Linked DNA regions of Mus musculus: regions 1, 2 and 3 are each linked to region 4. A link is a contact called in public promoter capture Hi-C and targeted proximity ligation data. All regions are on one chromosome and are shown on one strand. The core of a region is the stretch at or near the end of the contact, and the rest is flanking DNA. Distances in the headings are between cores, read along the strand shown. Region 1 holds the start of Syvn1 (synovial apoptosis inhibitor 1, synoviolin). Region 2 holds the start of Sac3d1 (SAC3 domain containing 1). Region 3 holds the start of Tm7sf2 (transmembrane 7 superfamily member 2). Region 4 holds the start of Slc25a45 (solute carrier family 25, member 45).

What was found. Capture Hi-C pulls out chosen DNA fragments and counts their contacts.
Region 1: a targeted proximity ligation map of bone marrow-derived macrophages shows a contact between it and region 4, with 2.6 times the contacts expected there. A contact is called at or near these places in 1 of 39 promoter capture datasets (neural stem cells), 1 of 484 Hi-C or Micro-C datasets (B cells), 11 of 130 datasets of targeted methods (the NIH/3T3 cell line, the SCID.adh cell line, bone marrow-derived macrophages and 6 more) and 4 of 9 other capture datasets (adipose tissue, embryonic stem cells, liver and 1 more).
Region 2: a contact with region 4 is called in a targeted proximity ligation map of embryonic stem cells, with 2.5 times the contacts expected there. A contact is called at or near these places in 3 of 484 Hi-C or Micro-C datasets (embryonic stem cells and uterus), 12 of 130 datasets of targeted methods (CD8 T cells, the SCID.adh cell line, bone marrow-derived macrophages and 5 more) and 5 of 9 other capture datasets (adipose tissue, embryonic stem cells, liver and 2 more).
Region 3: a promoter capture Hi-C map of adipose tissue shows a contact between it and region 4. A contact is called at or near these places in 9 of 130 datasets of targeted methods (the NIH/3T3 cell line, the SCID.adh cell line, bone marrow-derived macrophages and 5 more) and 4 of 9 other capture datasets (adipose tissue, embryonic stem cells, liver and 1 more).

Annotation. Positions count from the first base shown.
Region 1 is chr19:6,042,855-6,049,153 of GRCm38.p6, reverse strand. It overlaps Syvn1 (synovial apoptosis inhibitor 1, synoviolin), which reads right to left and starts at 2,578. Exons shown (of 16, transcript NM_028769.5): 1 at 2,026-2,578; 2 at 1,089-1,237; 3 at 787-879; 4 at 547-699; 5 at 411-459; 6 at 1-4. The coding sequence starts at 1,220. It also overlaps the pseudogene Gm8034.
Region 2 is chr19:6,115,775-6,121,377 of GRCm38.p6, reverse strand. Sac3d1 (SAC3 domain containing 1) reads left to right here and starts at 2,792. Exons shown (of 2, transcript NM_133678.3): 1 at 2,792-3,581; 2 at 4,791-5,374. The coding sequence starts at 2,792. The coding sequence ends at 5,284. Snx15 (sorting nexin 15) reads left to right here. Exons shown (of 8, transcript NM_026912.2): 7 at 635-892; 8 at 1,424-1,979. The coding sequence ends at 1,515. Naaladl1 (N-acetylated alpha-linked acidic dipeptidase-like 1) reads right to left here. Exons shown (of 18, transcript NM_001009546.2): 18 at 5,389-5,603.
Region 3 is chr19:6,063,767-6,069,643 of GRCm38.p6, reverse strand. Tm7sf2 (transmembrane 7 superfamily member 2) reads left to right here and starts at 1,794. Exons shown (of 10, transcript NM_028454.2): 1 at 1,794-1,975; 2 at 2,325-2,521; 3 at 2,622-2,676; 4 at 2,951-3,145; 5 at 3,230-3,333; 6 at 5,446-5,565; 7 at 5,654-5,822. The coding sequence starts at 1,924. It overlaps Vps51 (VPS51 GARP complex subunit), which reads left to right. Exons shown (of 10, transcript NM_001081041.1): 7 at 1-179; 8 at 497-618; 9 at 702-789; 10 at 1,269-1,802. The coding sequence ends at 1,529.
Region 4 is chr19:5,873,418-5,879,738 of GRCm38.p6, reverse strand. Slc25a45 (solute carrier family 25, member 45) reads right to left here and starts at 1,917. Exons shown (of 6, transcript NM_134154.4): 1 at 1,048-1,917. The coding sequence starts at 1,084. Frmd8 (FERM domain containing 8) reads left to right here and starts at 4,531. Exons shown (of 11, transcript NM_026169.4): 1 at 4,531-4,648; 2 at 4,945-5,029. The coding sequence starts at 4,945.

The DNA of each region.
Region 1 (6,299 bases), core at 1,329-3,828, 170 kb before region 4:
AGAGCTGTGGAGACCCCCAAAGGGAGGGAATCGAGGTCAGCAGAGGCCTGACAATCACTTCCTGCTCCACGACAATCCCACCCCATGGCGATTGGCCCCACCATCTACTTAAATGTGTACACCTAAGCCGAATCCTCTGGGAACTACTTTTGCCCAGGCAGGGTGTTGGGGCAACCCAGGCCCAGGGGAGAAGGCAGAGAGCTGAGTGCCCAGGCAGTTAAGAAGCCCTGGAGTGGAACAGAGTAGAGACTATGCAAATTAACTTCTTAAATTATCTTTCCTGTGCAGCTGTGGATGGAGGGGCAGCCAGGGCTCTGGGTAGTGGCTCATAGGTTTTGACTTTTCAGTCTACTCCTCAGTGGCCTCTTTTCCCTCAAGTCACCCCCACCTCTTCAATGAGTCTCACTTACAGACGATGCGGCAGTGGAAGAGCCAGGAGATGTTGGGGCTGCGTTCCATCTGAGGCAGAGAGGGACACCATCAAGATGGTTGGGGTTGCCCCATACCCCAATCCACTGGCATGCCCATCAGCCACTCCCAACTCACAAAGTCCACACGGTCTTCAGCCAACCAATGGAAACATTTGAGGAAGAGGAGCAGCGTAAAGAGCGCCACAAAGCGAGGGCTGAAGTCATCCCGAAAAACGGTGAAGGCCAAACAAGTCTCAGTAACAGCGTACCAGGACCGTTCCAGAAGGTGCTGTGGGGTGAGAAGTGGATGATATGAAAACCAATCATTTGGGTACCCTCCTCTGAACCCTGTCCTTTGGGGCCACCAACATATTACCTCCATCTCTGCTGCCCTCAGCTGCCCGAAGAACACCTTGCCCATCACCTTGCCCAAGAGGAAGACAAGGACAAAGGCCTGGATGTACAGGACCTGGGGGTGAGGAAAGGTCGTGGTTTGAGGTTATTTTCTGCTTTCCCCTGCCTGGGGCTAATCATTCTGACAGGTCCCCAAGACTGTCATAGATAATTCCAAGTCAGGCGGCCCAGGGCTATTTCTCTCCTACTTCTATGACATGTAGCCCCACTTCTGCCCCTCCTTCCCTCCCCGGGCATTCCTTCTTCCCTGAGCCCTGAACTCACTGCCATGCTGGGGCTGGACTTGGTCAAATACACTACAGTGGGGTAGAACTGGTGTTTGAGGTAGTAGGCATGAGCCACCACTGCCCCGGTTAGCGCCAGGCTGGCCGCCATCATCACTGCGGTGCGGAACATCGCCCTGGCCCAGAGACCTGCACAAGGAAAATGACATTTGTGATATCCACACTATGTAAACCTAGCACAGTCCCTGGCAGAGTGTAAGGGCAAACACTCATTTCACCTTGACAGCCATTAGATTCAAAACAGCATATACTCCCTGTTTCACAAACGAGAAACTAGGACTCAAAGGGGTTAGAGGCTCACACTGATGCAAGGCCTAGAACTTGGATCAATCTCGTTTCAAATCTAGGGCTCTTCCACGCTGTCTGCCAAGGCGCCTCCTCTAGGGAGTCACTGAGGCAAAGTTAGGAGGAGGGGGGCTGCCACCGCTGACCCTCTGAAGGAGCTGGGATGATAGGCTTTAGAGGCAGGTTCGCTGGGCCCGCCAGGGGTGGAGGAGGCAAGGTGCAGAGGGCACAGCTTGAGAAGGCGACACAACCAGTGACAGCTGTGCCAGGGTGGTCAGCGCAGACGCGCGCCCATCGGGGTACGTCAGTCTGGAACCCTGCCCCCCCCCCCGCCCCCAGCAGTGTCCACTCTGAGAACCGGAGAAACGGCCGACCGCCAGGGTGCGGCGGCGGGGCTGAGAACCAGTCAGGTCGCCTCACAGTCGCGCACCTGTGAACGCTAGGAGTTGCGAACCTCGCAGGCGGGGCCCGGCCTCTGGAACGGTGGCCGCGCCGCCGCCTAAGGTCTCCAGCCATCTGACAGGCCGAAAACTGGCGGCCGAACGCAGCGGGGCGGGCTGATCGCAGTGACCCCAAAGGACAAGGTCCTAGACGCCGACCCCCCAACCCCAATCAGGACCAGGCCCACTCACCAGGAGCCCAGCGCCGCGAGCACGCTCAATCACCGCGACTGCGGCAGCCGCTCCGGTTAACAACACTCCCCACCCCCTGCGAACCGGAACTTCGGGGGTAAGACACCTCACTTCCGGCGGCGCGGGGCGCGGCGGAGTGGACCGTACCAAGTTCTCTTTGCGCGCTCCGATCTCGCCTGCGCTTCTGGGGCCCGTGCGCGAGCAACCGGAACGAGCGAGAGCTGTGACGTGTGGTCGCGACCAGGAGAGCAGCGGGAAAGGGCTGAAGCCCGCCACTTGCTAGTCGCCGTTGTAGAATCACCACCCTAAACTCCTCCAAGACTCCGGCTCTCAATGTGCCTGGAAGATGGGGCGTTCCGCGGGCCGAGCCATTTGGACGGGGGGCAGGAGCGAGCAAGGGCCAGACTTTATGTCAGGCATGAAAGAAATAAAATGTGTAAGCGCCTCATTCCAGGGATAGCTACGACACGGTAAGAAGTTAAGTGCTTCTCGGAAAAAAATAGCGGTGCAGAAAACAGATATAGGTCTTCCCAGGTTACCTCCCCCCAACGCAGGTTGTGTAGGAGTGAGTTTGTTCCCGTGGCTACCGCCGATTGGTTGCGATAAAGTTACGCGGACCAATGAGAAAAGAAAGGAAAAATTTCTGGCCTATAGGGAAAGAAAAGCAGGTGAGTGGTTGCTAGGGTCTGTAGGCAGAGTGGCCCCGGACTGGGTGCCAAGGCAGCTGGATGCCAGCTGAGAAAGCGCAGTCCATAGGCCGGGGATCCCTATCCCGCCTGGGGGGATGCTTACGGGGCCCGCAAAAGGAGCAGTGCTTGCGTGTCCGGACTGACATAAAACAGAACGCCAGTTATTTCTAGGTTGGGGTGGAGAGTTCTGTGCGAAGGCGTTGACTTTTCAACACCCCAAAAGCTCAGTCGGCGTGCGTGTTCATCCCTGGGAGATAGCCAGACCCTTTGTTCTGAGCTGATTCTGTCTGTTAGGGCTCACACAAGCAGTATAGTCGCGTACAGAATGGAAACTGAAAGCGGACACCTCATTACCCAGGTTTATCAGCTAGAGGGTGCTCCTCCCATTTTTAACTCGGACTCACTCGGAATTCAGAGGCCTAAGGGGGGGGGGGATCAAATATAAGAATTCATGAAGATCAACTGGAGGAATTTATACTGTGGGAGTCACAACACGGACAGTGAATACAGAACCGGAGGTGACTGTGTTGTTAAAATATAACACAGGGGCTTTCAGAATTGTCATTACTGATAGAGCACTTAAGAAAAATACATAAAATGGCTTTCCTTCAGTACAACGGAATTAAACATCTTGTCTGTCAAAAAAGAAAGAAAACTGATTCTAGACGACTTTAAGGCAGTGGCTGGCTCTCAACCTGTGAGTCGTAAGCCCTTTGGGAATCAAACCGTTACACAGGGGTCACAAATGAGATATCCTGCATATCAGACGTTTACTTACAATTCATAACTAGCAAAATTACAGTTATGAAGTAGCAACGAAGTAATTATGGTTGGGGATCACAACAGGAGGAACTGTATTAAAGGGTAGCAGTGTCAGTGCCTGTCTGCCCCTCAGCCCTGTGCTCTTGGTCTCAGCCATCTTCACCACCACCTGTTGTCTTTAACAGTTAACATCCCGAGATGGCTCCCCTTTCCTTCCTCCATAAGGCTAGCTATGAACTTCTACTGGCTACCTTTAACCCTACACACTCATCCTCCCCCATTCTTGAAAATCTCCTACATTTTGTGGCAATCCCTCCTCTCCCCCAGGTATATATCTGTCTTACTTCCTCTGTCTGTTTTTATTTAAGTTCTGTGTCCATGTTGGCCTTTTTTCTTGCCACATTTCCTCTGATCCTATGGCTTCAACTTCCCTGGCCCCAAGATGTCGAGGGAGGGCTCCCTTGTCTGGTCTTCAGTTCAGGTCTACTCAACCTCTGAAATCATGTAGTGAGCAGAGCATAGTGGCCCACTCCTACAATCCCAGAAAATTGGGAGACTGAGGCAGGAAGAGCATCATAAATCTGAGGCCAGCGTACAGCTATAGAGTGAGATCCTATCTAAAAAAAAAAAAGCTGGGCGTGGTGGCGCCTACCTTTAATCCCAGCACTCGGGAGGCAGAGGCAGGCGGATTTCTGAGTTCGAGGCCAGCCTGGTCTACAGAGTGAGTTCTAGGACAGCCAGGGCTACACAGAGAAACCCTGTCTCGAAAAACAAAATAAGGTCTCTTGCTGCAGCAACGAGAGTGGGAGCACCTGGAGCGCAAGCTTGGAAGGAGAATCCACGAGTTGTAAGAAAATGGCAGACAAGCCGGACATAGGGGAAATCGCCAGCTTCAATAAGGGCAAGCTGAAGAAAACCGAGACGCAGGAGAACACCCTGCCGACCAAAGAGACCACTGAACAGGAAAAGAGGAGTGAAATCTCCTAAAAGCCTAGGAAGACTTCCCCATCCCACCCCACCCCACCCCCTCGTGATTTGGAGGAAGAGCCACCTGTAAGATGGACCCGAGCCACAAGCTGCACTGTGAAACCTGGGCACTCCGAGCCGATGCCACCGGCCCACGGGTCTCTGAAGGGGACCCCTCCGCTAATCGGTCTGCCAAATTTCACCGGTTTGCCCTGGGATATTATAGAAAATTATTTGTATGATTGATGAAAATAAAAACACCTCGTGGCAAAAAAAGAAAACAAAACAAAACAAAAAAATCGGGGGTTGGGCAGTCTAATGAGAAGAGCAATCACCAGGACCCATATGGTGGAAGGAGACAACTGACTCATAACAAACTTCTCTGGCCTCTACAACCTATTTAATCATTTCTCAGCTAGAGGGTGCTCTTCCCATATATATGAGCAGACTCGCATACAAATGTAATTTTAAAAACAATGTCAAGAGGCAGGCGGATTTCTCTCTCTCTTTCTTTCTTTCTTTCTCTCTCTCTCTCTTCCTTCCTTTCTTTCTTTCTTTCTTTCTTTCTTTCTTTCTTTCTTTCTTTTTTTGGGTTTTGGTTTTCTGAGACAGGGTTTCTCTGTATAGCCCTGGCTGTCCTAGAACTCACTCTGTAGACCAGGCTGGCCTCGAACTCAGACATCTGCCTGCCTCTGCTTCCTAAGTGCTGGGATTAAAGGCGTGCACCACCACACCCGGCTAAGCAGGTGGATTTCTGAGTTCGAAGCCAGCCTGGTGTACAGAGTGAGTTCCAGGACAGCCAAGGCTACACAGAGAAACCCTGTCTTGAAAAACAAAACAAAAAAAAAAAAAGAAACAACAACAAAACAACTGAAAGATCCTGACAGAATGTAAAAGGACACAGAAGCCCTGAAATTGGCAAGATAGATGTCAGTGTTAGCAGAAGTAGCTTCACTGATTTAGAAAAATAGAGGTGCACAATGCTCTGGCCACTCCTTGAACCTGTGTGTCTGCCAATGTTTTGACCGTTCCTTGACCCATGTGTGTGCCCACTGATGAAGCCCATTGCCAGGTGTTTGTGATATTGGTTGCTGAGAAAGAGTCAGAAAATCAACCCAGCAACCACAGCCGGGCCAATCCGGAGTTGCTACACCTACACCAGCCTCTTTCCTTGTACCTCTCCCATACCCATTTCTTGAGAATAGACATTGTTTAGATCTGGAAATCCCCTACTCCCCCCCCCCTTCTCCTTTCCCCCCTGAGGGCCTATAAAAACTGGGACCCCTTTCCCCTCGAGGTCGACTCCTCTACCCCTGCGTGGGATATGAGTCGTGGGATATGAGTCGTCCCCAGAGCTCTGGTTTTCCCCGAATAAAGCCTCAGGTGGTTTGCAACAAGCTCGGTCTGTCGTGAGTTCTTGGGTGTTCGCTATTGTCCTGAGGCCTGAGCAAGGGGCTCCTTTTGGAGTCTTTCACAACCAATGCCAGGTGTGACAGTACAGCATTTTATTCCAGCTCCCCTTAAATGCTGAAGCAGGACAATCAAATGTTCAATGGGGCAACTTAATGTTAGCAATATTAGTGAATTACCTAAAAACTGGAAGGTAAGAAATGCTACTACTGGTCAGGTGTGGCATATGCCTTTAATCCCAGAAAATTGGGGGTAGAGGCAAGCAGATTTCTGAGTTCAAGGCCAACCTGTTCTACAGAATGAATTCCAAGACAGGAAGAAACAGAGACACAGAGAAACCATGCCCTACCCCACCCCACCCCAAAAAAAAGAAAGAGAAAAAGGAAAGAAAGACTACTGGAGAGTTGAGAGAAGCGTCGGGAAGTAACTGTGTGTGCTGTCCCAGCA
Region 2 (5,603 bases), core at 1,543-4,042, 240 kb before region 4:
TAAGGAGCAGGTGTGGGGTAGCGGAACTAAGGGGTGTGAAGGGAGACCCTCTGTGGCTGTGAGCAGCTCTGGGAGGAGCCCAGGAGGATGGAGCTGGAGGATGGAGGGAGTCCTCCTCTCCGGGCAAACTCTGGGTAGCATATCACCATAGGGTCCTATTGCTCACAGACTTGCTGTGTCTGGCCTTGGTGGCACGCACCCTGCATCCTAGCACTTGAGAGGCAGAAGCAGAAAGACCAGAAGTTCAAGGTCATGGGCCAGCAAGATGGCTCAGAAGGTGAAAGCCCTACCTTATGAACCTGGCAACCTGGTTCCATCCCAGATTCCACTGTAAATGATTAAAACAAACAAACCAACCCAGAACCTGTCCTCCAGCCATGGCATGCTCACACCTGCACTCACGCCTGCACTCATACCTGCACTCACGCATGCACTCACGCATGCACTCTCCCATGCAGCAGTAATAATCCACTAAGCCGTTACAAAACCTCCTGAGCCAAACCAAGGAAACAGATCCCAGCTGCTTCCTTCTACTCAAGTGAATTCAGTGGGACAGTTTGGTGTCCTGGGGTGGGCAACAGGCCCTGAGAAAGAGAGGGCCAGTCTGCCCTCACTCCTCCCTGTTTTATTACAGAAAGTACAGGCCCCAGCCCTACCCACACAGGTGAGCTGGCAGCCATTGAGGTAGAGTCCAAAAGGCTGGACCAGGAACCCTGGGAGCCAGGAGGACAGGAGGAGGAAGAAGCTGAGGATGGAGAGCCTGCCCCAGCTTACCTTGGCCAGGCCACAGAGCTCATCACTCAAGCCCTGCGGAATGAAAAGGCTGGCGCCTACGCTGCTGCTCTCCAAGGCTACCAAGATGGGGTGCACATTCTTCTGCAGGGTGTCTCAGGTGGGTAGGGCAGTAGGGAGGAGGGAAAGTAGAAAGCAAAGGACCAGGGGAGGTGGTGCAGTCGGTAAAGTGAGTGCCGTGCAAGCAGAAGACCTGAACTAAATGCCCAGAGCCACACATAACAGTGTGCACCAGCAGAGACGGTTCCAGCAAACGTACCCATGACAAGATGGGAAGCAGGGACAGGAGAATCCCCAAAAACTCGAGGGCAGCTGAACCTGGCATAGGCTGCAGAGAACAGAGAGATCTTATCTCCGACAGACGACAGACACGGTGATAGGGGAAGACCTACACCCAAGGTTGCCCGCTGACCCTCCCGTGCTCACTCACACACATACAATACATTCTAAAGAAAGAAAGAGGGACCGTGAACATCTGTTTCTCACAGGTCAACTGGAGACACTGGGCAGAATTTTCCCTTATTTTTTTTAATAGCCTCATAAAATGAGGCAAAGACAGGAGGACCCAGGGAGGGAAAGGACACATTATGACCTGGGTTCTGAATGTAGGTGGGCCATCTGCTTCCTCCAGGTGACCCATCCCCTGCCCGCCGGGAAGGTGTGAAGAAGAAGGCAGCCGAGTACCTGAAGCGGGCAGAGATGCTTCACACACACTTGCCCTAAGGGGTGGACCCTTCCTGGGATGTCAGCTCCAGCACTGCCAGCCACCCCCACTGCTCTCTTTGGGACCTGGCCGTGCTTCCTGCTCGTATGACTACCAGGGGCCATATCTGTATTAACTGGATCAAGTATAAGAAAAGCAAAGACTTCTCAGCTCTGACCTGCCTGCCTCCTTGGAATTAGACTTGAACTTCTGATCCTGCCTATCTGTTCTATGTGAGTGGCATCTGGGCCCCTAACCTGTCAGTTCACCCATCTAGACCAGAGTCTGTAGCCAGACCTGGCCCACTGCCTTTTTTGTAAGGCCCTTGAGAGCCTTCCTTCCTTTCTCTTTCTTTCCTTTCCTTTCCTTTTCTCTTCTTCTCTTTCTTTCTTTTTTTTTATGGTTGGAAGAAAAAAGATTCTTTGACTAGTGAAAATCTCATAAAATTTAAATACGTGTGAGTAAAACACATGCCTGAACACAACCAGGTCCATTTGCTTATTATTGTCTGTGGTTGAGTTTACATTGTACCAACAGAGTTGAATAAGCGGTGTCTGGCACATCATACCCATTATGTTTATAAGAAGATAAAGAGAGGAGGAATATGTTCCATTGAGGTGCTTCAGCTGGCCCTTGCCAAGGCATCCTATCCCCCTGAGGGACCAGCCAAGCGATGGTAATAGTAGAATTTATTCAGGACATGGGAAGGGGAGTTAAGAGGGTACTAGAGGCAGAGAAAGGCAGAGAGAGGAGGGGGGGAGAGAGAAGTAGAGGAGTAGAGAATTAGAAGCTGGCCATGAGCACAGGGAGGGGGAGGGGCAAGGGACTAGAGCAGGAGCAAGAAGGCAAGAGAGAGGAGGGGGCAAGCAGCCCCTTTTATAATGGGTCAGGCCTACCTGACTGTTGCCAGGTAGCTGTTGGGTGGAGCCTACCTGGTTGTTGTCAGCTAACTGTGAAGTGAAGCTTAGACAGAATGCTAATAATAACTATGAATGAGTGGCCGCGCCTTTAATCCGGGAATTGGAAGGCAAAGAGACAGGCGGATCTCTACTGAGTCAGCCTGGTCTATATAGTGACTTCCAGACCATGCAAAGGTACACAGTTAAAACAAAACGCATAGGGAAACAATGAAGAATGACAGGCACGCAGCACTAGCTGAGTGTGTTAAAGAAATAATAGACACGTACGTAAAGCAGGACTTGCTACTTCGAGAGCCCTAAGAACAAAAAGCTAAACCAACAAATCCCAGCCCTGGGGAGGTGTGGCCTGCGTCGCGGGACTACAAACCGATGCATCATGGGACGATTTAAGGGGGAAAACCGAAGCCAGGCGCGATGGATTATGGGAGGCGTTTCTAAAGGCCGCGGGAGCGGCAAATCGAGAAAGCCGCGGCAGGCTGCGTTTGGCCAGACTGGGGCTCGAGTCTGTCCCTCGAGCCCACGGCAGGATGCAGTGCCGCGCTTCCGCTGGCCCGGCGATGCTGAGTGTGCGTCCTCTACCCACACCCCTACCATGTCCGGCTGCAAACTACCCATGGGCCTGTGCCCAGACATGTGCCCGGCCGCCGAGCGCGCCCGACGCGAGCGCGAGCGCCGCCTGCACCGACTGGAGGTGGAGCCAGGCGGCCGTGGGAACGCTCCCCGAGCCGACCCCAAGCGCACAGTGAAGGAGTACAGCCGGCCGGCAGCGGGCAAACCCCGGCCCCCGCCAAGCCTGCTGCGGCCGCCGCCAGTGCTCTTAGCCACCGTGCGTTATCTGGCCGGTGAGGTGGCTGGCCGCGGCGACGTGTCGTGCGCGGAGGTGGCGAGCTTTGTGGCCGACCGCCTGCGCGCAGTGCGGCTAGATCTGTCGCTGCAGGGCGTGGACGACGCGGACGCAGCGACAGTGCTGGAGGCTGCGCTGGCCACGCTGCTGGCCGTGGTGGCGCGGGTGCGGCCAGAAGAGACGCGCGGAGCCGCGGACCCGGTGCTGCTTCAGACTCAGGTGCAGGAAGGCTTCGGTTCGCTGCGGCGCTGCTACGCGCGGGGCAAAGGCCCCTACCCCCGCCAGGCTGCTTTTCAGGGCCTCTTTCTGCTCTACAACTTGGGTGAGTCGATCCCAGAGAACTAAGTGCGGGGACCCGAGGAGCCTGGGGTGGGGAAGACGCAATTGTAGCAGCAACGGCGAACTATAGCTTGGGAGTACTGTAACTTCCATCCCCCAGCAATAGCTTCTTCTTGGGAAAGTCAGTTGGTAAAAGTCCCGACGTGGGACCTCAGGTCTGACATTCTCAAATTGGCTGTTTTCTACATAGTAGAGGTGGAAGGAGGTAGGATAGTACTGAGAGAGTTGACCTAGAAAGCGCTTTCCAAACTTATAAGAACTGCTCCGTGGGCTGGCCCATAAACATATCTAACAGGAGGTGCTAAAAGATTCCCTTCTATGGGTGATTTAATTATAGGAAAGTCCAGTGGGCGTGGTAACAGGCGCCTTGTATGGGAACACTTTGGAGGCAGAGGCAGGCAGATTCTTTGATGATTTTATATGTGGAGACAATATATTTGTATCATACATGCACACAGTGACTCTTTGTTTTTTCTTTTTTTTCTTTTTTCCAGACAGGGTTTCTCTGTGTAGCCCTGGCAGTCCTGGAACTCACTTTGTAGACTAGGCTTGCCTCGAACCCAGAACCCAGAAATCGGCCTGCCTCTACCTCCCAAGTGCTGGTATAAAAGGCGTGCACCACCACTACCCGGCTACACACAGTGACTCTTAAATTCACTAATTTAAGAAAAGTGGCCCAAGATTCCAGTACCAAGATTTCCTGGAAAGGAAACTAGGGCCAAGTCATCCTCCAACAGTGACCCTTGCAGATAGAGGGGAAAGTGTAGGGAAGCCAGTGCCCTCAGGCTGCAGTGGGAACCCTGAGTCAGAAGCCTTAAGTTTGGGTCTAGCATAATAGCCTGTGCTCCAGGCAAGCCTTTATGTTATGTTGGCCTGTGTCCCTATGTAAATGTACAACACTGCCTTGTAAGGATTTAGATTGAAGGAGGTCTGGTCTTGTGGCACCTCAAAAAGACCAGAGAAGGATCAGATGGCTGGGTCTTTCTTAGAAGAGGAGAGAGGAAGTGGGGTAGCCTCTCTGAGGGAACATGACTGGAGCTGGCAGGTGGGCAGAGCCAAGCTCTGGAAACGAGTTTGCCTGGAACTAGAGGTGTATATAAATAGCTTGGGCCTGGAGGGGGTGGGATGGGAGGTATGCCTGACCCAGAAAGCATCAAGCATCCTTGTGTCTTTCTGCTGCTTGCCTTTGTAGGTTCTGTGGAAGCCCTGCAGGAGGTTCTACAGCTGCCTGCTGCCCTGCGTGCCTGCCCACCCCTTCAGGCGGCGTTGGCTGTTGACGCTGCCTTCCGGGAAGACAACCATGCCCGACTGTTTCGCCTGCTTCGCACCTTACCCTACCTACAGAGCTGCGCAGTGCAGGAACACATTGGGTATGCCCGCCGCAAAGCTCTAGCCCGCCTGTCCCGTGCCCTGAGCACTCCTAAGGGACAGACCTTGCCTTTGGACTTCATAGAACACTTTCTGGCCCTGGATGGACTCCAGGAAGCACGGGACCTGTGCCAGGCCCATGGACTGACCTTGGATAAAGACAGAGTTGTATTCCTGAGGGGTCAATACTCTGAGGAAGGACTCCCACCCCCTGGTGCCTACCACATATTAGTGGGGAATAAGTTGCAGGGACACACCCTGGAAGATGTGGTCATGGCTGAGGAAGGTGACATTCACAGACCTGGCTCTGCAGCTTGAGAGGGTCTCGTCTCCCACAAGGCCTGGGTCAGAGCACCTGGCTTCTTTTTCATAATTCCCAAACAATAAAAGGAACTCATTATGATCTCCAAACAATAACAGGAACTTTTAGACTTCATTTATTTGAGGGTTAAGAGGGGAGAGAGAAACCGGGCGTAGTGGCGCACGCCTTTAAATCCCAGCACTCGGGAGGCAGAGGCAGGTGGATTTCTGAGTTCGAGGCCAGCCTGGTCTACAGAGTGAGTTCCAGGACAGCCAGGGCTACACAGAGAAACCCTGTCTCGAAAAACCAAAAAAAAAAAAGAGGGGAGAGAGAGTG
Region 3 (5,877 bases), core at 545-3,044, 190 kb before region 4:
AGGCCAGAGAGACAGCACGGCGGCTGCTGACTCACTATGTGAAGGTGCAAGGCCTGGTCATATCCCAGATGCTACGTAAGAGTGTGGAGACCCGGGACTGGCTCAGTACTCTGGAGCCTAGGAACGTGCGTGCTGTCATGAAGCGTGTGGTGGAGGACACTACAGCTATTGATGTCCAGGTGCTGCCACAGGCCGGCTGCTGGAACCCCAATGCATGCTGGATTCCAAGGACCAAGACAAAAGGGGTCTGGCTGTACCCATGTCGTGCCACTAGAAGCCTCATTTCATACCTGTGGGATGTGCAGGCCCAAAGTCACCCAAAAAGCTGAAGCAGGGATGAGCTAAAAACTGGGTTTCAGACTAGGTTTTCCCTGCCTTGCTCCCACTCCCCTGATTGTGTAGGTGGTGACCATACCTAGGATTCTTCAACCAGCAGAGAGGGGAGGTTTTGTCAGTAACCATGCTCTGACCTTGCAGCGCATCTTTTCTCCCCCAGGTGGGGCTCCTGTATGAAGAGGGTGTCCGGAAGGCCCAGAGCAGTGACTCAAGCAAAAGGACTTTCTCTGTGTACAGCAGCTCCCGGCAGCAGGGCCGCTATGCACCCAGCTACACACCCAGGTCAGGCTGCTAGGAGCCTCCCTGAGAGACAGAAGAGGGAGGCTGGGCAGAGTGGCCTCTCACTCTTTCTTTCCCCCTTCCAGTGCTCCCATGGACACAAACCTCCTGAGCAATATTCAGAAGCTGTTCTCTGAACGGATCGATGTGTTCAGCCCCGTGGAATTCAACAAGGTCTGAAGTACCTTCTCCTCTACATCCCAGGGGAAGGGTGGCTCCCACACTAACCCAGAGAGCCCTAGGACCACATCTGAGCAGAATTAAAGATCACTTTACGTAATCTCTGTCTCTAGGTCCAGAGCAAAACCACCTTGTCCACACTTTACTCTCCAAACTAGTCTTTAGTCATCGGGGGTTCCCACTCATATCTTGATCTCTGCCCCTCCGAAGCCCAAGCTCAGCAATATCTTTCCTCCATTTTACTTTGTAGTCAGTGGTGACTGCTGCCCATCGTATTCATGAGGCCCCATCTCTGATCTGACCACCGGGGTTTACCTGCCCTCGCCTTTATGGTGGCAACATTGCATTGTTCCCTTCTTAGCTGAGCCCTAGAAATTTCTGTCTTTATCTCCCTTGCCTCTGCTCAGAATTTGGATGTATCCTCCTCCCCAAAAGACGGCAATCCTGAGCTGCATCCCTGTGTCCACCTGCAGGTGTCGGTGCTGACTGGCATCATTAAGATCAGCTTGAAGACACTACTGGAGTGTGTGCGCCTACGCACCTTTGGGCGCTTTGGGCTGCAGCAGGTGCAGGTGGACTGCCACTTCCTGCAGCTTTACTTGTGGCGCTTTGTGGCTGATGAGGAGCTAGTGCACCTGCTGCTGGACGAAGTAGTAGCCTCAGCTGCTCTGCGCTGTCCCGACCCAGTGCCCATGGAACCTAGTGTTGTCGAGGTCATCTGCGAGCGCGGCTAGAATCTGCCAACGAGTCGCGTAGTAGCCCTATCGCCCTGTCCTCCCTGTGCCCTGTTCTCATCCTAGAGGCCCTTCCCCGCTGGCGGGTTCATGGATCCTTCTAATAAACTTATGTGTCCTCCTCCTTCCTCTTGCCTGCAGGGGCGGGACCCGCCCGGGTTGGGTTTCAGTGCCGAAGCTTCTGAGGCGCCAGCATGGGGCCCGCCTCCCAGCGCTGATTGGCTACTGTGCTGGGCCCAGGGTGGGCAGAGGGCGCGTCCATTTAAAGATCAATGAACAAGAGCAGCAGCTTTTCCACCTCCGTGTCTGATGCAGAGCCATAACCCGGCATGGGGCGGTTTGTGTTTCCTTGATCGACTTTTGTGAACCATTGTTCCCCGGCAAAGCAGAGATCATGACTTCTCGTGAGGCCTCCCAGGCCCCACTGGAATTCGGGGGGCCGTTGGGTAAATGGGAAGGTTTGGGGTGGAGGCTGACCTGATGCCACTTAACGGGAGCAGGATAGGATACGAGCTCTATAGAAGGCTCGGAGCAGAAGGATCCGGTGCGCGGGTGTCGGGGTGTCTGCAGAAGAGGAGGGAGTGCTGACAGCAGCACAGCGGGGAGTTTGTGTAATGAAAGACAGTTGGGAGAGCAGGATGGTCTTTGGGAATGCCAGAGGGCAGAGGAACAAGATGAAAATTAAGATAGGAGTATGGCGCTGGGAAACTGCTAAGCAGGCAGGTGACTCAAGGCGCCCGAGGACTTGAGAGAGCTCTTGGGAGCAGTCACGCTACACAGTGGCCCTCTTTCCAGGCGTCGCGGCTTTACTGATCCTGCTGCCTGCCACCATGTTCCACCTGCTCCTGGCGGCTCGCTCGGGCCCGGCGCGCCTCCTGGCCCTACCGGCCTATCTGCCTGGGCTGGAGGAGCTGTGGAGCCCATGGGCTCTGCTGCTATTGTTCATCTGGCTCGGCCTGCAGGTGGCGCTCTATTTGCTGCCTGCACGCAAGGTGTGTGATCTGTTTTAACACACCAGGGAGGAGGGTGCAGGGAGGGCTGGAGCCTGGGAAGTCATCCCCAGCTCTTATAAAACCTGCCCTGTACCCGCAGGTGGCCGAAGGCCTGGAACTGAAGGACAAGAGTCGCCTGCGCTACCCTATTAATGGTGACTGGGGTTCCCCCCCCTCCCTGAATCGCAGTTAACATGGGTTGGGGTGGGTTCCAAGGGTGGTGGGAGGTTTATGGACCAGCTCTGATGACATGTTTGTGCCCTTATGGGAACCTCGCCGTGCATCTACCTCTTTTGCTACTACTCAGCTCCAGGCCAATGGCCAATGTTCTCCCAGAACTGCGTGTGTGTGTGTGTGTGTGTGTGTGTGTGTGTGTTGGCTTTGGAAGTATGCAAGCCACCCCAGGGCTCACTCTGTGCTGTGGTTCAGGCTTCCAGGCTCTGGTGCTAACAGCCCTGTTGATGGGGCTGGGGGTGTCAGTGGGGCTGCCCCTGGGGGCACTCCCTGGAATGCTCCTGCCCTTGGCCTTTGCGACCACTCTCACCAGCTTTATCTTCAGCCTCCTCCTCTATGCGAAGGCTTTGGTAGCTCCTGCCTCAGCCCTGGCTCCTGGGGGAAACTCAGGTGAGAAGGGTCCCAGTGAGGTAGGGATGAGGTAGGTGGGATGCATGCATACCTGGTGTGCCTTCACCTTCTGTTGTTCCCCAGGAAATTCCATGTATGACTTCTTTCTTGGACGGGAGCTGAACCCTCGCCTCGGTTCCTTTGACTTCAAATATTTCTGTGAGCTGAGACCTGGCCTCATTGGCTGGGTATGCTGACATGCTGGACTTAATTCTGCTGGACTTGGGCCAGGAGAAGAGCAGAGTGGGCTAGCATTGCTGGGTGGGCAGCAATCATTCATTCATTCATTTGCCAATATGTTGCTGTGTTATGAACCTATGGTTTTGCTTTAATAGAACAAGAGGGTTTTTAATATAAAATCTTGAGAGAGAGAGAGAGAGAGCGCGCGCATTTGGCTTATGTACATAAAGCCCTAGATTCCAACCCTAGCACCACAAAACTAAATCTATACCACAGTGATGACAGGCTGTATGGGGGAGCAAAGCAGGCAGCGAGCTGGGAAAGCAGGTGCAGCTTCGGATGTAGCGGCCAAATATAAAATCAACTTCAAAGACAGCTAAGGAGAAGCTTGAAGGACCAGGCAACTGCCTCCAGGGATTGTCAGATTTAACACCTTGTTTGTCATTGGTGGCCTTGACAACAGGCCAGCTGTTCTTGTGTTAAGATCACATGTACATGGGGTACATGGGTGGTGGCCAAGAGCTCCAAAGGGGCTCAGGCAAGGTCCTGCCTTCACTGTAGAGGCAGGAGTGCCCATGTCCACTGAATCTGAGTTTGGATTTGGTTTAGTTTTGAAACAGGTCTCACTCGGATAGTCCAGACTAGTCTCAAAATCAAGGTTCCTTCTACTTCCCTCAGCTAATCAAGTAACTAGGATTACAGTTACTACAATCCCACCAGGCCTAGTCCCAACATTAATCGGAGACTGGCCTGTCAACATATATGCCAGAATATAAGGTTATTTTCTCACTCATAAAACAGGATTGAATGAAATTTTCTTCTACAATTTCCTGTGAGGGCTGGGTGTAGTAGGGCATGCCTTTGATCCCAGCACTCCAGAGGCAATAGCAGGCAGATCTCTGTGAGTTCAAGGCCAGCCTGGTCTATATGGTTCCAAATCAACCAAAGCTACTTAGTGAAACTCTCTCTCTCTCTCTCTCTCTCTCTCTCTCTCACTCTCTCTCTCAAGAAAATACCACATCAGTATTACTGAAGAAACTACACTATTCAGGCCACTGGAGCTACTAGAAAGAGAGTCTAAAGCCAGGCAGTGGTGGTGCACACCCTTAATCCAGCACTTTGGCAGAGACAGGTGGATCTCTGAGTTCGAAGCTAGCCTGGTCTACAGAAAAAGTTTCAGGACAGCGAGGGATACACAAAGAAACCCTGACTTATTTATATTTTTTAAAGATGTATTTGATTTATATGAGTACACTGTAGCTGTTTCCAGACACACCAGAAGAGGGCATCAGATCTCTTTACAGATGGTTGTGAGCCACCATGTGGTTACTGGGAATTGAGCTCATGATCTTTGGAAGAGCAGTCAGTGCTCTTATCCACTGAGCCATCTCTCCAGCCCACCCCTTTTAAAAAAATATTTATTTATTTATTAAAGTACACTGTAGCTATCTTTAGACACTCTAGAAGAGGGCGACAGAACTTGTTATGGATGGTTGTGAACCACCATGTGGTTGCTGGGAATTAAACTCATGACCTTTGGAAGAGGTCATCTCTCCAGCCCCAAACTCTGACTTATAAAGAAGATGACAAAAAGGAGGAGGAGGAGGGGGGCCAGGTGGTGGTGTCGCACGCCTTTAATCCCAGCACTTGGGAGGCAGAGACAGGTGGATTTCTGAGTTCGAGGCCAGCCTGGTCTACAAAGTGAGTTCCAGGACAGCCAAGACTATACAGAGAAACCCTGTCTCGGAAAAAAAAAAAAAAAAAAAAGGGAGGAGGAGGAGGAAGAGGGTACAAAATTTAGGTTCATAATAAGCCAATTCTTAGCTCTACAAACATATTAGTGTTCCAACAAGAACTCAAGGCGGGGCCCTGATTACTCCTGTTTCCATATGGCAGTGGGGACGTGAGTTTTAGCAAAGAGACATATTCTGCCCAAGTGATAAAGCTCAGATTCCAAGGCAGGAGTTTTAAGTCAAGGCAGAGTCGCAATCCAGTGTGTCTCGAGTACACGACCTGGATCCATTCAACATGTGAGCGGGCAGCTGGAAGGAGGGCGAGGTCGGCACTGTTCTACCCAGATGCTCCACTTCAGACAATGGCCCTGTCCTCACTTCCTTTAGGTTTTCATTAACCTGGCCCTGCTGATGCAGGAGGCAGAGCTTCGGGGGAGTCCTTCCCTGGCTATGTGGCTGGTCAATGGCTTCCAGTTGCTGTATGTGGGTGATGCCCTCTGGTATGAGGTGAGACTGGATTGGAGAGCAAGAGGCAAGCAGGGGATCTTGAGGATGTCATCTGGACTAAGCCAGTATCTGGGTCATGTTCCTGCAGGAGTCTGTCCTCACCACCATGGACATAATACATGATGGTTTTGGCTTCATGCTGGTCTTTGGAGATCTAGCTTGGGTACCATTCACCTACAGCCTGCAGGCCCAGTTCCTGTTGTACCATCCACAGCCTCTGGGGTTGCCCATGGCCTTGCTCATCTGCCTCCTTAAGGGTCAGTAGGAGGGCCCTTCATTTCCCCTTCCCCTTCTATTCATGCTTTATTCAGT
Region 4 (6,321 bases), core at 668-3,167:
CAGACACCCACCACCTACATTCTTGGGGCTCCACAGACATTCCTGCTGCCCTACTCTGCTCCCCTACCATACCTGGTACTGGGTCACAAAGACGCTGGGACAAAGGAGGGAGACCCATGGCCTCACTTGAGGCCACACACACAATAGGAAAGAACCAGGTGTTACACTATCCCCAGCTCTGACCGTGGAAGATGAGGCTCCAGACTGGTCGTTCTTAACCTGTGGCTGGTGACCCCATTGGGGGTTACAGATCAGATATTCTGTGTATCAGATATTTATGTTATGAATCATAACAGTAACAAAATTAGTTATAAAGTAACAGTAAAATAATTTTATGGTTGGAGCTCACCATAACATGAGGAACTGTATTAAAGGGTCACAGCATTAAGAAGGGTGAGAACCACTGCTCTAGAAGGAGTAGCTACTGTTTCTAACTGTGTCAGCAGTACTTCAGCCTTCCTTGCAGAGTTCTGTGGCCTTGAATGAGAACAGGCCCTGCTGGCCACCTCCTCCTGCCTTCTGCCTTGTCACAATTATCAGTACAGAGTGGGGAGCCCTTCTTAGCGTCCTGCTGGACCCAGGGGAGAAAGCCACACACTGGCTAGTCTTAGTCTCTGCAGAAGATGCTGTTTCTGGGGCTTGGGGTGGCCCTCACCAGGGGTGCGTTCACAGTGTCCTTTCTCAAGGCTCAGGAGTGCACCCATTGACAGGTAGGGCAGATTTCCAAAGGTAAAATAAGGACAGGACAGCCGGAGAGATCAAAGGTAAATGTGTTCTGGTCCCCTCACACTGGTCTGGGAGAAGGGCTTGGGTGAGGTTGTACCTTGGCTGTCAGATCCCCACCGCCCCCCGACAGTATGGCCTTCGGATAGAGAAGCAGTTCCTGCTTGCTTCTTTCCTCTCGGCCTCCTTGGCCATTCCCAGAAGGCTCTGGGGACAGCTGGGTGCGGGTGCTCCAGAGGGAACAACTTCTCTCAACAACCCATCCTCCCAGGGAAGCCACCCACCCTTAGGGATGATAGGACAAAAAGAAGAAAAATGTCTCACCAGAGATCCAGCCAGCCACAAACTCTTCCACGGGCATTTTCTGGGCTCCTGTGGGAACTGGTACTCCGAGCAGGCCCGCTGGAGACTGTTGCAAGTGAGATTCCCCACCCCCTTTCCAAACCCGATAACCTCCCACTAATGTTTAACCCTGGCTGGAGTGTGCGTGGTGGCCCAGTGCCCAGACCTCAGGCAACCATTAGCGAGAGTGAGCCAACGTCTGTGACCCTGAGACTGGAAGAGGCCTGAGAAGTAATGGAATCTCTAGAGGCAGGTTGACAGCCACAGAGATCCAGGGTTCTGTGCCTAGACAGTGACAGCCATGCTGGCTCACAGAGGATGCCAACTGAGTCCTAGTTTGGCGAGCCTCTCGAAGGCTGCCTTAGTGAGCAAGGACCTGGGCCCTGCTTGACCAGCCAGTTCATAGCAAATTCCCATTCATTCCCACCTACCCTGACAAGCTGTGGGGCTATGTGAAGTCAGAACGTGGCCACGAGGTGGCAGTCCCAGGCTACAGTGGCCTGCAGCAGCCACCTATGCCTAGTCAGAATAAGAATAACCCAAAAAGAGGGAGGCCCCGGCCCCCAGAAGTGACTCACCAGGCCCTGAAGCCTGTTTGTCTGCTCTCTCCAGAGTTGTTTACAGCCATGAATCAGAACCGCAGCCTCCTTTTGCCCAGGGGAAGAAACAATGGGCTTTTGACTGTGCAGTGGCCCACTGCTGCGCTACATCAAAACCAAAATTCCGCTCTCCTGCCTCTCTGCCTCACGATGATGGGGCAAGATGGTCCTCAGCAGATACCAGGGCTTAGATTTAGATTTCCCTGTTTCTAAACTGCAACAGTTGCAGTTCCTTTCTTTAAAAACTAAGAAGGAAGAGGCCGAGTCGGAAGAGGCTCATGTACCGCCCTTCTCCTCTGACCTCATGTTCTGCTTCCTGCTCCACTGAAAAGGGCTCTCAGCCGTGAGGCCCTAATGCCGGCATTGCTTCCTCTTCTTGGACCTACTCTCTCGGACCTCCTTCAAGCTAGGGCTGAAAACTCCCCTTTTTAGTGAGACCACTCCACAAGTCATCTCAGGGACAATTGTAATGACCCCTGGCCCCCGGTGCCCCTGCCTCTGCACAGCCACCTACATGCATAAGGACCTTTATATGTAATATATATGTAATAGGACGTGGTGAAGATTCGTGAAAACCAAGGATGAGGGCGAGAGCTGCTACTGTTCCATGCGACTTGACTGGGCCTCTTTCTGAGATGGAGAAACTTTCCTGGGGACCCGAGAGGGTCTGGGCAGTGGATGGTGTCGCAGTGCTGTCTTCCCAGGCCTGTTCTGAAGGCTCTTGGTCTTGGACAGAAGTCGGTCTCTGGACAAGTCCCTTGCCCTTGCTCTTGTCGCTGATCTATTATGAGCAGCTAACTGGTTGTCTATGCAGTCAAGGACCTGTGACTGCTTGATCCGTTTACATGTTTAAAGGATTAGAGAACGTGGCACAGGGTAGACAGAACACATGCTAATGAATGACGAATGGATGAATGAATAGAAAGGTCAGGAGCAGCATCAGTGGCCAGAAGAATGAAAAGTCCAACGTTGGAATGGGCAAAGACCATGTGGTACACATACACAACGCAGTTTTAGGGTGTAAAGGACACTAACATGGTGTCACTTGCAAGCAACTGGGCAGAAGTAGAAGATTATTATGGGAAACAAAGTAAGCTGACCTCAGAAAGACCACCAGCATCACACTTTCTCATGGGTAGACTCTAAAATTACACACACACACACACACACACACACACACACACATGCACACACACACACATACACACACTTTCAATCTTGTAAGATTTGTGTGGCTGAGTGTTTTCCCTACCTGTTTCTTTCAGGTGTAGCTCAGGAGTAGAGTGCTCAGTTTACATGTACAAGGCCTGGGTTGAACACACACAGACACACACAGAGACGGAGAGAGAGAGAGAGAGAGAGAGAGAGAGAGAGAGAGATTTTTTTTAAGTATCCAACACATAAATGGTAGCTACTAATCCTCTTGGTTCCATTTACAGAGCCCATAAGATGGCAAGTGACAGAGAGAAAAGGGCTTGGCCCATGTGCAGCACATGGTGGATAAGAAGGAACTGAAGATTCCTCCTCTCCGCCTATAGTGGTTTATGTCTTCTATAGCAATGCTGAGGCCTTCTGTAATATTTGTTCTTTTGTTGTTTTGTTTTTGTCTTGGTAGTTTTTGTTTGTTTGTTTGTTTGTTTGTTTGTTTTAGAGATAGAGCCTCACATATCCGAGGCTAACTTTGGACTAGCTGTGTGACCAAGTTTGGCCTTGACTCGTGCTGATCCTCCTGTCTCCAGCATCCAAGTGGTAGGATTATTTGCTTCCATGGTTGGCCTGCCTACTACAGTTTTGCTTGTCCCCACCCTCCTGCCCCCCATACAGGGTCTCACTGTATAGCTCTGTGTGCTCTGGAAATCAGAGATCTGCCTGTCTCTGCCTCTCTCTGCTAGGATTAAAGGCTTGTGTGCCATTAAGTTTGTCCCTAAATGAACTAAATTGAAAACTCTACAAAACAAAAACAAATACTGAAGGCAGGAGCTTTCATCTGCTTTCCAGCAAAGAAACCAAGTGGCAAGGAGAACTCACGTCCCTGCACCAGATCCCAAGTGACTGCTGGCACCAGGAACAATTTCTGGCTCAAGTGGCATGTATATGGACTTGTTTTTCTCCATACATTCCAGGCCTTAGGCACACACGTGATGGTTTGTCAGAACAATTTGGTGATAAGATTTTGGGAAGCACAATGCCTGGCACTTCGGGATCTTGGAGGCTATGTCTCTAAGACAGCCAGGCTTATGTGACTGCACCCTGGAAGCACAGCAAGTCCCATGTTTCCAACCTACATTCGTAATGAGAGTGAAAGGGATTGTTGGGAGTCATTCAGTCCAATCTCATGCTACAGGTGAAAAACAGATCTAGCTGGGAAGGGACTTGTCCAGGGCCCCGATTCCTACCCAAGGCCAAGAGCCAGTACCCCTTCAGGCCTTCAGAACAGGCCTGAGAGGACTGCGGCACCATCCACCCACAAGGTGGGTCATTTTAGAGAGGGGCCCAGTCAAGTCACACGGAGCGGTAGCTGCACAGCTCTTGCCCTCATCCTTGGTTCTAATGAATCTTCCCCACATCCTATTACAGACCAAGGGTCTTATGCATGAAGCAACACTACTCATGTAGTTGGCTGTGCGGGGAGTGAGGGCGACGGGAGAGGGACAATACAGGACTCGGGGGCGTGGCTAGACCGGGTCTTTGAGACTTGCGTGATCTAAGTAAGCTGGGAACCAGGGTGGGTAGGAAGGACCAAAGATCGAAATGCGGGAGTACGCGTGCGCCGAGGCTTCTGGCTCCGATTGGCTCCTTCAGTCGGAGAGGCGGGGCCTCGGGTTTGTGCTTCCTCCCGCGGCAGCTTCTGCGGCGTAACGCCTGCGAATCGACCCTGGGCAGGACCGGAGACCCCGCCGGCCGGTGTGGTGGTGGGTCCAGAACTGGAGGCCTGAGTCGGGTGGCATTCTGGAGTGAGGCAGTGGGCTCTGCGACCCTGCAAGGTGAGAGCGTAGCCACACCCTGCCCGTGTCCCCGCCCTGGACAGGGGCGCGTCCCGACTTGTTTGGCCATTTCTTGAGAAACTTGAGACCCCTGCACCTGACGGTCACTTCCCTGACTCAGCCCACCCGATCTGCACTCGGCTGAGGGTCACTCTCTACTTTCACCCTACACATTTGATCCCTGAACATAGGTTAAGAATTGTAGACCGAGACCCCTTTGCTTCTTGGTTGAGAGCTTGAGGAGACCATCTCCTTAAGACCCCCCCCCCATTAATTGTCTAGAGTTCTTTTTGCAGATGGAGGGGGCAGAAGGCAACGCGGGGCAGCCCGGCCCTGCGGAGCGGTCCCACCGAAGTAGCGTCTCTTCAGTGGGTGCCCGAGGTAGGTCTCTACTTTCTTCTTTCATCTCTTTTGAACTCTTTGGTTCCAGCCTGGGGACGTGACTCCAGTTTGTCTTTTTCAGTAAGTTAATCATGTAGTAAATAATAAGATTTGTTTAGATGTGGCGGACTCAGAAATCAAAGGACTTAGCTGAGATCTGTCTCTAGCTTAGTGACTGAGCCACACTCCTGAACTTTCTCTTGTTTTCAAATGAAGACACATGATTGGAAAAGGGCACCACTTCCTTTGTCCCATTTCTTTTTTTGCAGACAGCTCTTTGAAAGCAGGGATTCTCCACCTCTTCATTTTATTGGGAGGAAATTAGGACCTAGAGAGGTTGTTAGGTCTCAGACTACTGGAGCAGACCAAGGTTGATCATGAACTTGACCCTTCAGGGCTGGTTTTTCTGCCTGTAAAGTGGATCTGAGCCAGTCTCCTGGTCTCTCCAAGTAGCTGTTGGAGCAGAAAAGACCAGAATCTCAAAAGCTCCTTCATTATGATGTCCACTCTCACCAGCCGTACTGGATTGGCGGTGACCTTTTGAAGAAGCGCTATTAACTGTTTTTACAGATTTACAGCTGGATCACAGAGTCAGAAAAGGATGCAGGCTGAGAACGAGGCCTCCACACTCCATGCTCCTTTACTGCGCCTGTAGTTCAGGGATGGGGAATTTGAGTCTGGCCAACCTGCCAAGCATCTTTGGCTCTGGCTTCAAATGGGAATCCAGCTTGTTATAAGGGAACACTGGCTGTTTGAGTTGTTTATTCTTTCCTGGACTGCTTAAAGCTATCTGCAGAAGCCACAGCATTGATTCTTAAAGTTTTGAAGAGTCCCAGTGAAGCCGAGACCTGGAACCTGCTGTAACCCAAGGTGGCCTTAGAAATCCTCATTGTCCTCCTAGTCAGACCCAGTCAGAGTCAGGTCACTAGTTGGCCTTGTTCCCAGCCTGATAGGGAACTGTCACCTCAGGATGGGTTACCCCGTGTTGTTTCTCCACCTGAGAAATATTGGAAACAACAATATTTTGGTGCTGCAGAGGAAGGGGGGTGGTTTTTATCACCCTACTTTGAGCCTCAGGGGTGAAATGGGGCTGGTACCTGGCCCGAGTTTCTGGATGGTTTGAGGTCCTTGAAGGCAGCATTTTTTATTTGTTTATTTTTAAAATACTGGGTCTTGCTATGTAGCCCAGGCTGACCTGGGACTTGGAATCCTCCAGCTTTAGCCTCCTGCGTCCTGTCTTGGACTGCAGATGTATGTCACCGTAAGCCGTAGCGTCACGATGTGTCAGTGTG